2 separate regions of the Mus musculus genome follow, and region 2 is linked to region 1. A link is a contact called in public Hi-C data. All regions are on one chromosome and are shown on one strand. The core of a region is the stretch at or near the end of the contact, and the rest is flanking DNA. Distances in the headings are between cores, read along the strand shown.

Region 1 (6,012 bases), core at 2,054-4,553:
AGAGGTGTGCAATGGGAGTCATGTGTTTTAGCATCTACTAAGGGTTATGCCACACGGTGAGTAGTTTAAAATGCTGGTCTAATAAGCAGTAATGCCTATTCTACCTTCTGGCTTTTCTTGCATGGGACTGATTCATTTTCCATATTTGAACTATCAAGGTTGTTTCCTTATTCCAGACATGACTTCTAGCAGCTGCTCATTTCCCTGACACCAGGCCTGGGGCTGCCTTGCCGGCGGGATGGAATTATTTTCACAAGGCCTGATGAGCCATTCTGGTCTATCATTGCGGATGAAAGGTATACTGTAGTGAGAATTTTGCTTTTTTTTTTTTTTTTAAACACAGAAATAGGAATGTGTTTTCATTTTAACCCCAGGTGTGGGTCACAGGGCTGCTTCAGATTGTTCATAGCAGCTGACTATGATTTGCCCCATCTCTAGCAAGAGAGTGATTTTGCCAGCTGCAGATAGTTTCTGCAGTTGTGGGACATTTGGAATTCTGGGTACATTTCAGAGGATATATTAATTCCAAAACCCCCACTGGTTGGCTGGTTGGTGGTTGGATGTTGTTGGTTGTGGTTTGTCAAGTAGTTGTGAGCAAGAAGAAAGAAAGAAGAAATTAGATATCCCGACGGACGGCAAGGATCAAAATTGTCCCAAGAAACTCAGTGCCCCCAATCAGCAGAAAGTAGTCTTTGGTATCCTGGCTCTCTTTCCCCTCTATCCTTTTTTTCTCTCCTACTTAGTGTTAGGGAATTGAAGGTGGGGAAAAGTGGAAGGAAAAAGAACCCACAAAGTAGCTAAAAGTCAGGCTACAGTGTATCTGCTTTTATTAAGTTCTTTTCCCACCACCAGCAAGCTGAGACTTGCAAAATGCTTGAAGCAAGCTGTCACCAGTACAAGTAGCAGCCCCCATTCAAGCTTCCAGCTAAACTGCTAGGGTAAGGCCAGTGGCATAGCCACATTCTTTATCTGTAGAATGAAGATAAAAATGCCACTTTATTTGTGGTAGGACACAAATATACTAAACAATTAGAATGCCTTCATGGTTAGAAGGGTAGGCTCCAGACCCAACTGGCCATTACTGGCCCCATTACTCCCTAGCTATGTGACCTTGAACAAACATCTAGGTTTTCACCATGATAAAATTGGGTGAGTAACAACATCTACCATGTGAGATTGTTGTGGATAATAAGTGGCAGTTACATAGGTGAGACCAGTGCCTGGCACATAGTAGGGCTCTCACTTGAGAGCAGACACTCATTTCATGGTGTTAGTAATGATCTTTATCACGTTGCTAAAATAGAAATTGACCTGTGAATTTTGTCTTTGATCTCTGCTGCCCAAGACTCAGTCTTAGCTATGTCTGTAGCATTAGCTTTGGGGTTTAGAGTTTGTTTATGGTCTGTTTAGAATACCCAAGAGTTCCAGAGCATTTAATAGCTTTTTTTCTTCAATTTTTTTTTAACTTTAGAAACAGGAAAAATAAAGTTTCTTTTCTTATGTTGAAGTTGGCCCAAGAGGGGCTGCCAAGAGAGTGAAAGCTTGTTGAATTGACTTTTGATTTGGCTTATACATTATCTGAAAATTGCACTTTTCTTTTTATTTGGTGTGTGTGTATGTATGTGTGTGTGTGTATGTACGTATGTGTGTGTGTGTGTATGTGTGTGTATGTATGTATGTGTGTGTGTGTGTATGTGTGTGTGTGTACGCGTGTGCGTGTGCGTGTCTGTGTGTGTGTGTGTGTGTGTGTGTGCGCGCATGTGTGTGTAGTCTCGTGGCCTGTTCCGGGGCACACATGTGGAGGTCAGAAGACAGCTTTCAGGGTGTGGTTCTTTCCTTATACCACATGTGGTTTGTAGACTGAATTCAGAGGTCATCAGCTTGGCAATGAATTTTTTTTATTTTCTAAGACATTTTTGTGACCTAGTTATTATATTTTAAAAGCTTTATGAAAAAAACAACAACTAAACAAAGTAATGTGAGAGAACTTGTGGTCCACTGTGGTGGTTTGAATGAGAATGGCCCATGGGCTCATTCATATAAATACTCATATAGTTGACTCCCAGTTGGTTGAACTGTTTGGGAAGGATTAAGAGAGAGAGCCTTGTTGGAGCAGGCACCTAGGTTGAACTTTGAGGTTTTAAAAGCCCATGCCATCCAGCTAGCTCTTTTTGCCTCATGTGTGTGGGTCAGTCAGGATGAAAGCTCTCGGTTCCAGCTCCAGTACCTGCCTGCTTCCCTGCTCCATACCACAATGGTCATAGATTCTCGGAAACTGTTAGCCCTAAGTAAATGTTTTCCTTTGTAAGGATCTTGGTCATGGTGTACTATCACAGCGTTAGAAAAGCCAACCACAAAACCTAAACTATTTACTCGCTTGCTCCTTATAGGACGAGGCTACCGATCCCCATTCAAGAAATAAGCACACCATCCTCACTATCGACTCCCACGACCTGCGCTGTCATCAAACTGTCATTTAACAACCCGTTTGAAAGTCCTAGGTCACCTCCTGAATTTTGTGTTATTTTCCTTTGCACACTTAATAACATATACATATAAAATATTATTTATTTCATTTCCTCCTGCTCTTCAAAAATGGAGTGATACTCTGGTTTTTCTGCCATAGACATTATCATCTCAGGATCATGTGGCTTTCATCTGCTACACTTCCCCTGCAGTTAGACATGGTGTGTGTGGGGTTCCTGTTGTTACACGTGTTTGTTAATACTTCTTATTTTCAAACTCAAGTTTTGGATAATCTGGTGATGATGGAAAAGATTTAAAAAAAAAACCCACACTTTAAAATACCACTTATATATTTATTCTGCGACAGTTACCGGATTCAATTAATTTAACTTCTCCCATCATTTAAATCTTAATCACAATGCTGATAGGAGGATGTTATAACTCTCACGGAGGTTAATTAACACACCAAAGGTCATAATGCTAATAAATGGCAGAATATAGATTTGAACCAAGATTTAACTCTCAGCCCATGTCATTAATTCTTCCTGCTTATCCAAAGATGTTTTGAGGAAGATAACTTGAGGCGGGGGTTGAACTATGAAGAAAACGTGAAACTGTTAAGACGTCCTGATTAACTAAAATGTTAACAATAAGAAAGACAATATGATTTAAAGTTTTCAGCTAATGTAGGGAAACTCTCTCTCTCTCTCTCTCTCTTGACTAAGCAACTGAAAAAAAAAGTTAGTTCCAGAAGTTAAAACCCTAAGCAAGCAGCTAGAGGTGACCTCATGGGACACAGAAGCTGAGGATTTGTTCATTTTGTGTGAATCAGAGCCACATTGCAGCTTTTGTGGTTGGAATACCTCATGAGGCAGGCATGAGAATATTCTTGCCGGGACAGATTTTAGACGGTGTTTCCCACAGACCAGAAGTCAGGGCCTCACTGGTTACTGTTCTCTCTGCTGTCTTTCTCCCTCAGTGAAAAGTGACACAGTTGCATAGATCAGCCTGTCACACACACACACACACACACACACACACACACACACACACAAACACGTTGTACATACATGTACCACAAGTACTATACATATACACACCACACACACTACCTACACACTCTGCACTTATGAACACATTCATAAGTCTCTCTCTCTTTCTCTCTCTCTCATACACACGATATATATGTATGTATGTTATATATATACATATATATATAAAACAAATACACACATACTATACATACATAGTACATATTCACTATGCACACATGAACATATACATTCTATGCATACACATAGACACATACCAAGTTTTGACTTAACATGGTAATTATATACTCTTTAAGCTTAAAAATCTCATGCAGAATGCTATTTAGGACCTATTAATGTGTATGTGGCTTAAAACATGACAGAACTAAAAAGGAGGAAGCGTAGTCTTGAGGCCGAGTCACCATCTTCTTGGTTGTGGGGCCTGCTTTGGAGGTGCTGTGCTTGGGCCTGACAGCTCTCCTCTCCTGTGTGGTTTGTAGTCTGCATACTTCCTGCAAATGGATTTTCAGTTGGGGTGACCTTTGATGGTGACCATATGACATGGAGTCAGGGAGGAGAGTACAGATGTCTCTGGTAGAGGTGGTAATGCCAGCAAAGTGTGAACACATGTCTACTTTAAGTCTGAGCCAGCAGTCACCCCAAACGATGCACAGGATATTAAGATTGTTAAAGTTACCTTGATTGGACCATCAACAGGAACTGAACCATTTGTTCTACCCAGCCTGAGAAAAATGTCTGCCAAGCTTTTTTAAGATCTTAAAGGAAATTCCTCTTTTTGGGAATGCCAATGCAGACGGGTAAAGGGATGCTGTCATACTTTTTGCTGAATGAGAAATGTGGCCCACATGACCCGCCCCTGCATCATTTCATTACTGTAAGGTTTTGACTTCTTCAGTCTGTGACAGCTCCTAGCTCCAGCTTCCTCTTCATGCTTCCAGAGACGCTGGAAACAAAACACTACGTTCTCTGGAGGCCTCACTGCATGGAGTCTGGAGGACAGGGGATTTGAGTCAGAGCCAGGACCTTCAAGAACATCCTGAGAAGACCTTCTGGATAATGTGTTCCAAAGGGGTTGGACTGGGGGCGGTACGTCAGAGTCCAAACGCAGCTGACAGTGATTTCAAAAGCTGGCTCTTGATTTTAAAGTTCCCTCTTTGGGTTTCTCTGCCTCTGTCCTTTCTCCTCCCCTCCCCCCCCCCAAAAGCTCCGAGTGATTCATTTGTCTTTGCTCTTACGTGAAGTCCCATTATGCTCAACTAGCACACAGCATCAATTAAAGACATGGCAGCTAATACCAAGAAAAGCATTTGGCCAGTTTGAGTTTCTCTAAAGTGTACTTTTAGACACACGGATGGAATAGTAAAATGTTAGCTAACATCTAATTTATTAACAGAGGTGCACAACATACCTTAAATAATATATTAATATAGAAATATTACTGTTTCCAATCTTCAGCTTCCTGGAAAGATGTTATGTAATTCTTTTGTGTGTGTTTCTTTCCTAACTTATGGTTGAGTCACCTCATACTGACCTGTGGGGTCATCATCATTCCTACGTCTGGGCTGCTGGAGAAACAGTAGTTTTGAACCCCGTTAAATATGACCACTAAAACTGCTGTGTCAGGTTACATGTCCCTCACAGACTTGCTTTTTTTGGTTCGTTCTTTGACACAGTTAGTACAATGTGTTTTGATCATATTTATGGCTTCCTCCAACTCCTTCCAGAACCACCTCCCGTTCCCCTACCCACAGACTGTCCCGTTCTCGCTCTCTTTATACTCTCATCAAGTCCGATTTGTGCTGCCCAGGAATGTGTGGCACCCACTGGAGTGCAATCAGTTTAGTAGGGGCCACACTCTTAAAGCAAACTGAGCTTCCCTCTTCAATCAGCTATCAGATACTAAGAGCTTCTAGGCTAGGGGAGGGACTTCATGCCTACCTCCCTTCTCCCTGCCGGGGTTTGGTTGGGCTCCAGCTTGCACAGGTCCTGTGTGTGATGTGATAGCTGCGATGCACTCATTTACATGACTGCCCTGCACTGAGTACAGTGTTCCCTTGTGCTCATCCCCCAACTCTGGATTTTATATTCTTTCTGCCGTTCTTTTGCAATGATTCTAAACCTTGGGAGGAGGGGTGTAGAACATATGTTCCATTTAGGATAGAGAATTCTGGAATCTTTTATTCTGTGCACCTTAACCAACTATGAGTCTGTGATCACTGTCATCTTCTGAAAAAAGGAAGTTTATCTGATGGGAGTTGAGAGATATATCAGGAGTCACTTTAATAAATAAGTCATTAGGAGTCAATTTAATACTATCTCCATTTAGCAGATAGTATTATTAGTAGAGTCTCCCCTAGGGCCTCTGACTTGTCTAGCCGCAGTTCTTGGCTGGACAATGGGTCCAGGTATGGGTTTCATCTCCACATGATGTTTTTGTCACTATTGTGCTAGTGGGCATGTCTTGGTAAACCAGTCACTATTGTATACTGCAGTG
Region 2 (6,012 bases), core at 2,408-4,907, 290 kb after region 1:
CAGCCTGCTCCTAGTGCCATGTCTGAAGTCACCTTTGGTATGAGGAAAATTAATTTCGGTTTAAGGATTTTGTATTATTTTTTAAATTATTGTATATGTGTGTGTTTGGGGGGTTAGATGCTCTCTATGTACCAGTACTCCCAGAGTCCAGAAGAAGACAGTGGACCCCATGGATCTGGAGTTACAGGCAGTTGTGAGCCACCAAAATGGGTGCTGGGGACTGAGCTCTTCAAAAGCAGTGCACTGTTGTTGCCACTGAGCCAGCTCTCCAGCTATGCGCTAGGTTTTATATCTTTCTTTTCGTACCACCACAGAGGTCTCAGAGCTGATGCCTACTTGATCAAATCTCATTACTTTATTATGTCAGTTCCTTTAAATAAAGCACTGGTGGTAATTAAAGCCTATTCTACTTTCTCCTAACACAACAGAAATATCTCTAGCAATAAATATTTTTGAAAGGTACTCTCAATCAAGCAAAACGATTTTCTTCTCTTTCTACCCTATGGAGTCTTTTCTTAGAAATGGAGCCAGACTTTAGCAGATAGTATTCAGCCAAGGACTGTTTTTGTTTTTGTTTTGCTTTTCAGGATGATAACAGAAGTTTTTTTTTACTTCTTTAATGCCACTATTAAGTCATTTATATATGTTGTTTTAGTTTCATATTTTAAGTATTCTCTATATTCTGAATTAATTGTTTGTTCTCGGTATGTTTCAAACCTGACTCTTCAGTTCTGTTCACTGTGGTACCCGCCACCTCTATGAAGTCTTCCATACAGCTAAGCTTGCTAAGGACCATGCAGAACTTCATTCTTTCAAGTAAAATAACAGATCAAACTTTCCCTTTCCTGAATAAGTTCTGCACTGTAGGGTGACCACTTGCACTAAGCCGTTCACAAGAGCCACTGCTTTTGAGTTTTTGAATGAGGATTTTATACAGTTTCCTCTACTACACACATAAAGGAATAACAGAAAACACTGACATACAGGGCATTCAGGCAATAGAGCTTAACTCATCTTCCCTAGACATTAGGCAATGATTCCCAACAAGCCTGAATTATCAGGTTTAATCACTTACCTCATTTCCTACTGATCATATATAAAGATAGTGCTCATGGGAGGGTGTAGGGAACTTTCGGGATAGCATTTAAATGCAAATAAAGAAAATATCTAATAAAAATTTAAAAAAAAAGAAAATCAAAAACGAAAAAGCTAGTGTTCACGTACTTTGAATGTGGTATGAAGACAATACGTGTTTGTTTATCCATTTGGCTCCCGATAGTCCAGATGTGGTACCTGCGTGTTTCTCTGACTCCTCTTGTCCTTACTCCTAACTTAGCTAACAGGCTGACTAAGCAGTTGTGGTGGTTCGAATGAGAATGATCTGCGTAGAGTCATATGTTTGAATACTTGATCCCCAGTTACTGGAACTGTTTGAGAAGGATCACGGTGCGTGATCTCATTGGAGGAGGCGTGCCACTGGGCATGGACTTCAAATTTTCAGAAGACTGGCTTCATTCCCAGCGTGTGCTCTGCCTTCTGCTTGGGGTTTGAGTTGTGTGACTCCTCCTGGCCTGGACTGCTGACTCTGTCATGTGAAAAAGGTAGCCTTTTTCCTCTTAAGGAGTCCCTTTGTTTGGCTCTTCTACGTCAACTTTCCTGTCACATGCTACGAAAACAATTTTATCCCTGATCCTGTTAACATTTCCAGTTCTTTCTAATTTTATCAGCTGTGTGGAAACTTGAAGGATAAAACCTTCTACAACAATCACCAGGGGGGAAAATCATTAATAGTTTGCAAACCCAAACTAAGCTTTAGCAGCAAATGCCCAGTGTACATGAATCCCTAAGTGACGATGTTGCCTAAATGAATCAATGAATGCGTGAGATGGGAACAGCACCCCCTGGAGGTGGAAAGTGGTCCTTTCCCTCCATCTCTTCTTACTCCTTCTCTCTTGTCTTCAAGCAAAGGGCCTTAGAGGTTCTGAGAATGAACACAAGATTTGGAGACAGAAGGTTGCTCACAGAGAGTCAAGTGCATCTTCTGATTATCAGAACAGACAGTTTAAGAGATGTCCAGAGTGGCAGAAGAGAGCTTATCAACTTTGACCCATAAGATACCTGCAATCATTTGCCTGGGGCACGTTTGTGAAACACACATTTTTTTTAAAAACCTGTACTAGACTACAACATCAAAATTGCTGACAGTTCATTCCAGGAATCCGGATGCTTAACCAACCTCCCAAGTGAATCTTGCTTTCTTTCTAGTGTGATTGCCATAGCAGCGGCAGTCACAGCGGCAACTGCAGTCGCAGCCGCCAGCTGCAGCAGCAAGTAAGGGCTTGTGAGGCCTAGCCTCCGGCGTAGACCAGAGTTCTTCAGTATCTGCATTTCGTCAAGATTCTCAGGTGAGAGATGTTTACATGCAGAGGAGGAGCGTTGGTTTTCAGATTCATTGCAGCAGCAAAGGCTCTGAGTTTCGACCATGTGAATGCATCAGTACAAACCACAGATGTCCCAGAAGGGACTCCTGGTGTGGCCAGACACCAGCTGGCTGTGTCCTTGATAAGTATTTGCAATCACGTGCCCAGTGACTGGGTTTTGGCTTGCTTTGTTTTGAATCACACATAGAATCACACATAACCTGTATTCTTCTGAATGATTTTGAGATGACAGGGAGAAACCCTGATAGAGACTATGCACCTCCCATAATCGTAAACTCTTGTCATGCCTGGGAGGGACTTCTGTCCTGTCTCTTGGCACAAAAAGGGGTGGGGGGGGAGGATCACTAAAATCTTCAAGAATAAAGAAAGCTACATAATATCTTGTTGACAAATAAAAGCTGGGACTGGTAAAATGCTCCAGTGGAGAGATGCATTTTTGCACAAGGCTGACAACTTGAGTTTGATCCCCAAATCCTACAAGGATTGAGGACCAATTCAAAGAGTTGTCATGGGATTTCTACACAAATAGCTTGACATATGCACACCTGCACTTAAGGCATACATGCACGTGCACGCACGCATGCACTCGAGAGCACACACACACACACACAGAGAGAGAAAGAGAGAGAGAGAGAAAGAGAGAGAGAGAGAGACTTGGGGGTGATGAAGGATAGCCCAGTTACCAATTCTGTATTTTAGGTTTTGGCATTTTACTTTATTCACAATAACTTCATTTTTACTGCTAGGTGTATTACTAAATCGTGTGTCTTGATTATTGGATGATTCAGCACATGCCTCCCTAAGGTTTTAGACCGCAGGCACGAGCCTCATTCCTCCCGGCTTAGTCTCCTCCTGCTCTTTCCTCACAGCACCCAGATTCCCAGAATCAGAATCAGCTGCCTGCCTATAACTTGACCCAGGTTCATTTATGAAATTTTCATAGGCGTTTCCAGTTCACTTATTCAAATTTACTTCTTTTTTTTTTCTTCAAGACAAACACAATGTCAATGAATTCAGACTCTATTGAGAGACTGTGTTAGCTCTAATGTAGCTTCATCCTTTAGAGAGGGTGATGTTGGGCAAGCTGTTTGTCCCCTCCCGGTCACTGTTCACTTATAAAATAAGATAATGGCAGCACTTCAGGGAGAGTCAGTGTGATGTCACGTGTAAGGTACAGCCCAATCAGGGAGACTCAGTGTGATGTCACGTGTAAGGTACAGCCCAATGTCCGATGAGTCATGGACATCTGATCACAGTCGGCTCTGATCACGTAGTACTGCTGTATTACTGCCCAGCCTTGCGGGATTTTGCTTTGCAAGTCACTGATACACTCAAACCAGTGCTTGTCACGCCAGCTTTCTTGTTGTCTTCATCTTAAACTATGCTTGAGGCTGCTGACACCCTAACATTCCTTCAGTTTCCCCAGTTTTGCAGAGGTCTGTCTCTACAAAGTAGTGAGGAAGGCTCTATGCACAGCAAATGTTAACAGGCATTATTTTGAAAGTTTCTTCCTTCCTTCCTTTCCTTCTTTCCTTCCTTTCCTTCTTTCCTTCCTTCCCTTCCTTCCTTCCTTTCCTTCCTTCCTTCCTTTCCTTCCTTCCTTCCTTCCTTCCTTCCTTTCCTTCCTTCTTTCTTTCTTCCTTTCTTCCTTTCTTTCCTTCTTTCTTCCTGTGTATGTTCCTGTGCGTACACGGACATGTGTGGAGTCTAGGACCCCCTTGAATGTCATCCTCAGAAATTCTATCCAGTTCCTCTGAGAAGGAGTCTCTCAGTGGCATGACGCTCATCAGTTAGCCTAGGCTAGCTGACCAGTGAGACTCAGGGTCCTCCTGTCTCACTTGCCAGTGCTCTGATGACAAGTCTGTGACTGTACCTTCCTTCTAAAGCAAATTCTGGGGATCAAACTCATGTCCACGTGTTTGTGAGGCAAACGCCTTATCGGCTGAGCCCTGTCCCCATCCATATCCTGCTGGTTTTAAAAGAGCTTCTCCTTCTCTTCTTGAAAAAAATAAAATAAAATTGGTATGGAAATGTCAGAGAAAAGTAAAGACTTCCACACAGTGTAAGGCCCCTCCCACCTGTCACTCAGACGCAATGGCCCCTCCCACCTGCCACTCAGCTGCAGTGGCCCCTCCCACCTGCCACTCAGCCCTCAGCTGCAATGCTTATCACCTCATTTTCAGTCCTTTTATCTCCCTTCTGCTCCGCCCATCCTCACATTGTTCTAGAATTCTAAGTAAAACACCGCATACTTTAGCATATGAAAGCTTCTTGAACCTAATTTTTGGAAAAACGATGTTTTTTTCCTAATGAAGATGTAATCCCAGAGGTAGGTAAGCATGGTGATGACGGTTTTACTATTACAACATGGTGTTAACACAGGTGCACGTATGCAGAACAGAAGGGAGTTAGAAACTGGAGCCAAGTCAGAGGTTATATGAGTCGGGTGCCAAGGACACTAGAAGGTGTGGCATGGGTGTTTTATGTCTCTAACACTGTGCCACCTTAAGAGAAGCAAACACATCTCATTTTAATGAGGATCTCATTGTCACCATAATCCATAGTGTCTGTCACAGGACACATAGGTTGGAGCTGAGGAATTCAAGGCTAGATCAAATACATCTACATAGGAACACAAAAAGAGGCACACAAAGTGTGTGATCCACTGGGGTATGAATGGTTGGGATGCTGTGTCCTCTTCAGCCTCACTCATCTTTAAGCTGCGTCTTTTTTGGTTTTTTGGTTTTTTGGGTTATTTTGTTTTTTGGGTTTTGTTTTGTTTTGTTTTGTTTTGTTTGGTTTTTTTCAGACAGGGTTTCTCTGAATAGCCCTGGCTGTCCTGGAACTCACTTTGTAGACCAGGCTGGCCTCTAACTCAGAAATCTGCCTGCCTCTGCCTCCCGAGTGATGGGATTAAAGGTGTGTGCCACCATGCCCAACCTTAGGGAACCGTTGAGCATCGTTTTGTTTGCTTTAACTGTGCCTGTGGCTTATTAACAATCCTTCTGCCATCTATGCTCCCTATCAGTGAGTCATGGCAAGTGGCTCATGGTTAACACATGTGGAGCCTCACACAAGGAAATCCTCTACTCTCCATTAGCGTTTGAGAGAGGAGAAAGAAAACCTTGGTGGTAGAAAATCTTTTACCCAAAGCAGAAACTGAATTTCAATATAACATTGATTGTATTATATAATAGGATATGCGGGCATACGTAACTGAGATGCTGAGTTGTTAACTCTAATACAATTAGTACAAGGTCTCTATGAGGAGAAAGAGACTCTGGTGCAAGACATCTGTGTATGGGTGGTATGAAGAGTTAATATCGATAAGTTGTCATTCTTATGCCAGAAATGGTAGTTAACACCTATAAATACATCTTGCAGGAGGATCATGGGTTCAAGCCCAGCCTCAGGTGTATAGTGAGACTGTCTAAAGACAGCCAAGGGCCGGGATGTATGTAGCTCAGAGGTAGATAGAGAGCTTGCTTGCTTAAGCTATATAAGAGTCTGGGTGTGGTCTTCAGCACAGGGAACAGAATGGGGGATTCTTTCAACTACAGATGTTCCTTGA

The links. Hi-C and Micro-C count contacts between places; a contact is called where the count stands out from the background.
Region 2: a contact with region 1 is called in a Hi-C map of adipose-derived mesenchymal stem cells, with 3 times the contacts expected there. The contact joins two enhancer-like sites. A contact is called at or near these places in 6 of 484 Hi-C or Micro-C datasets (adipose-derived mesenchymal stem cells, bone marrow-derived macrophages, embryonic fibroblasts and 2 more), 3 of 115 datasets of contacts at active chromatin or transcription factors (the NIH/3T3 cell line, embryonic stem cells and fibro-adipogenic progenitors) and 1 of 9 other capture datasets (embryonic stem cells).

What each region holds. Positions count from the first base shown.
Region 1 is chr12:71,413,853-71,419,864 of GRCm38.p6, forward strand. No RefSeq gene overlaps it. Among named protein-coding and RNA genes, the nearest start is that of 1700083H02Rik, 33 kb to the left of the region's middle. Within about 2 kb of position 3,304, at least 19 of the 459 cell types and tissues checked have an H3K27ac peak or open chromatin away from gene starts, as enhancers often do. A contact at or near this core is called in adipose-derived mesenchymal stem cells, where this site is marked.
Region 2 is chr12:71,700,059-71,706,070 of GRCm38.p6, forward strand. All of the region lies in intron 2 of 9630002D21Rik (a long non-coding RNA gene), which reads left to right. Among named protein-coding and RNA genes, the nearest start is that of Gm46356, 73 kb to the left of the region's middle. Within about 2 kb of position 3,658, at least 24 of the 459 cell types and tissues checked have an H3K27ac peak or open chromatin away from gene starts, as enhancers often do. A contact at or near this core is called in adipose-derived mesenchymal stem cells, where this site is marked.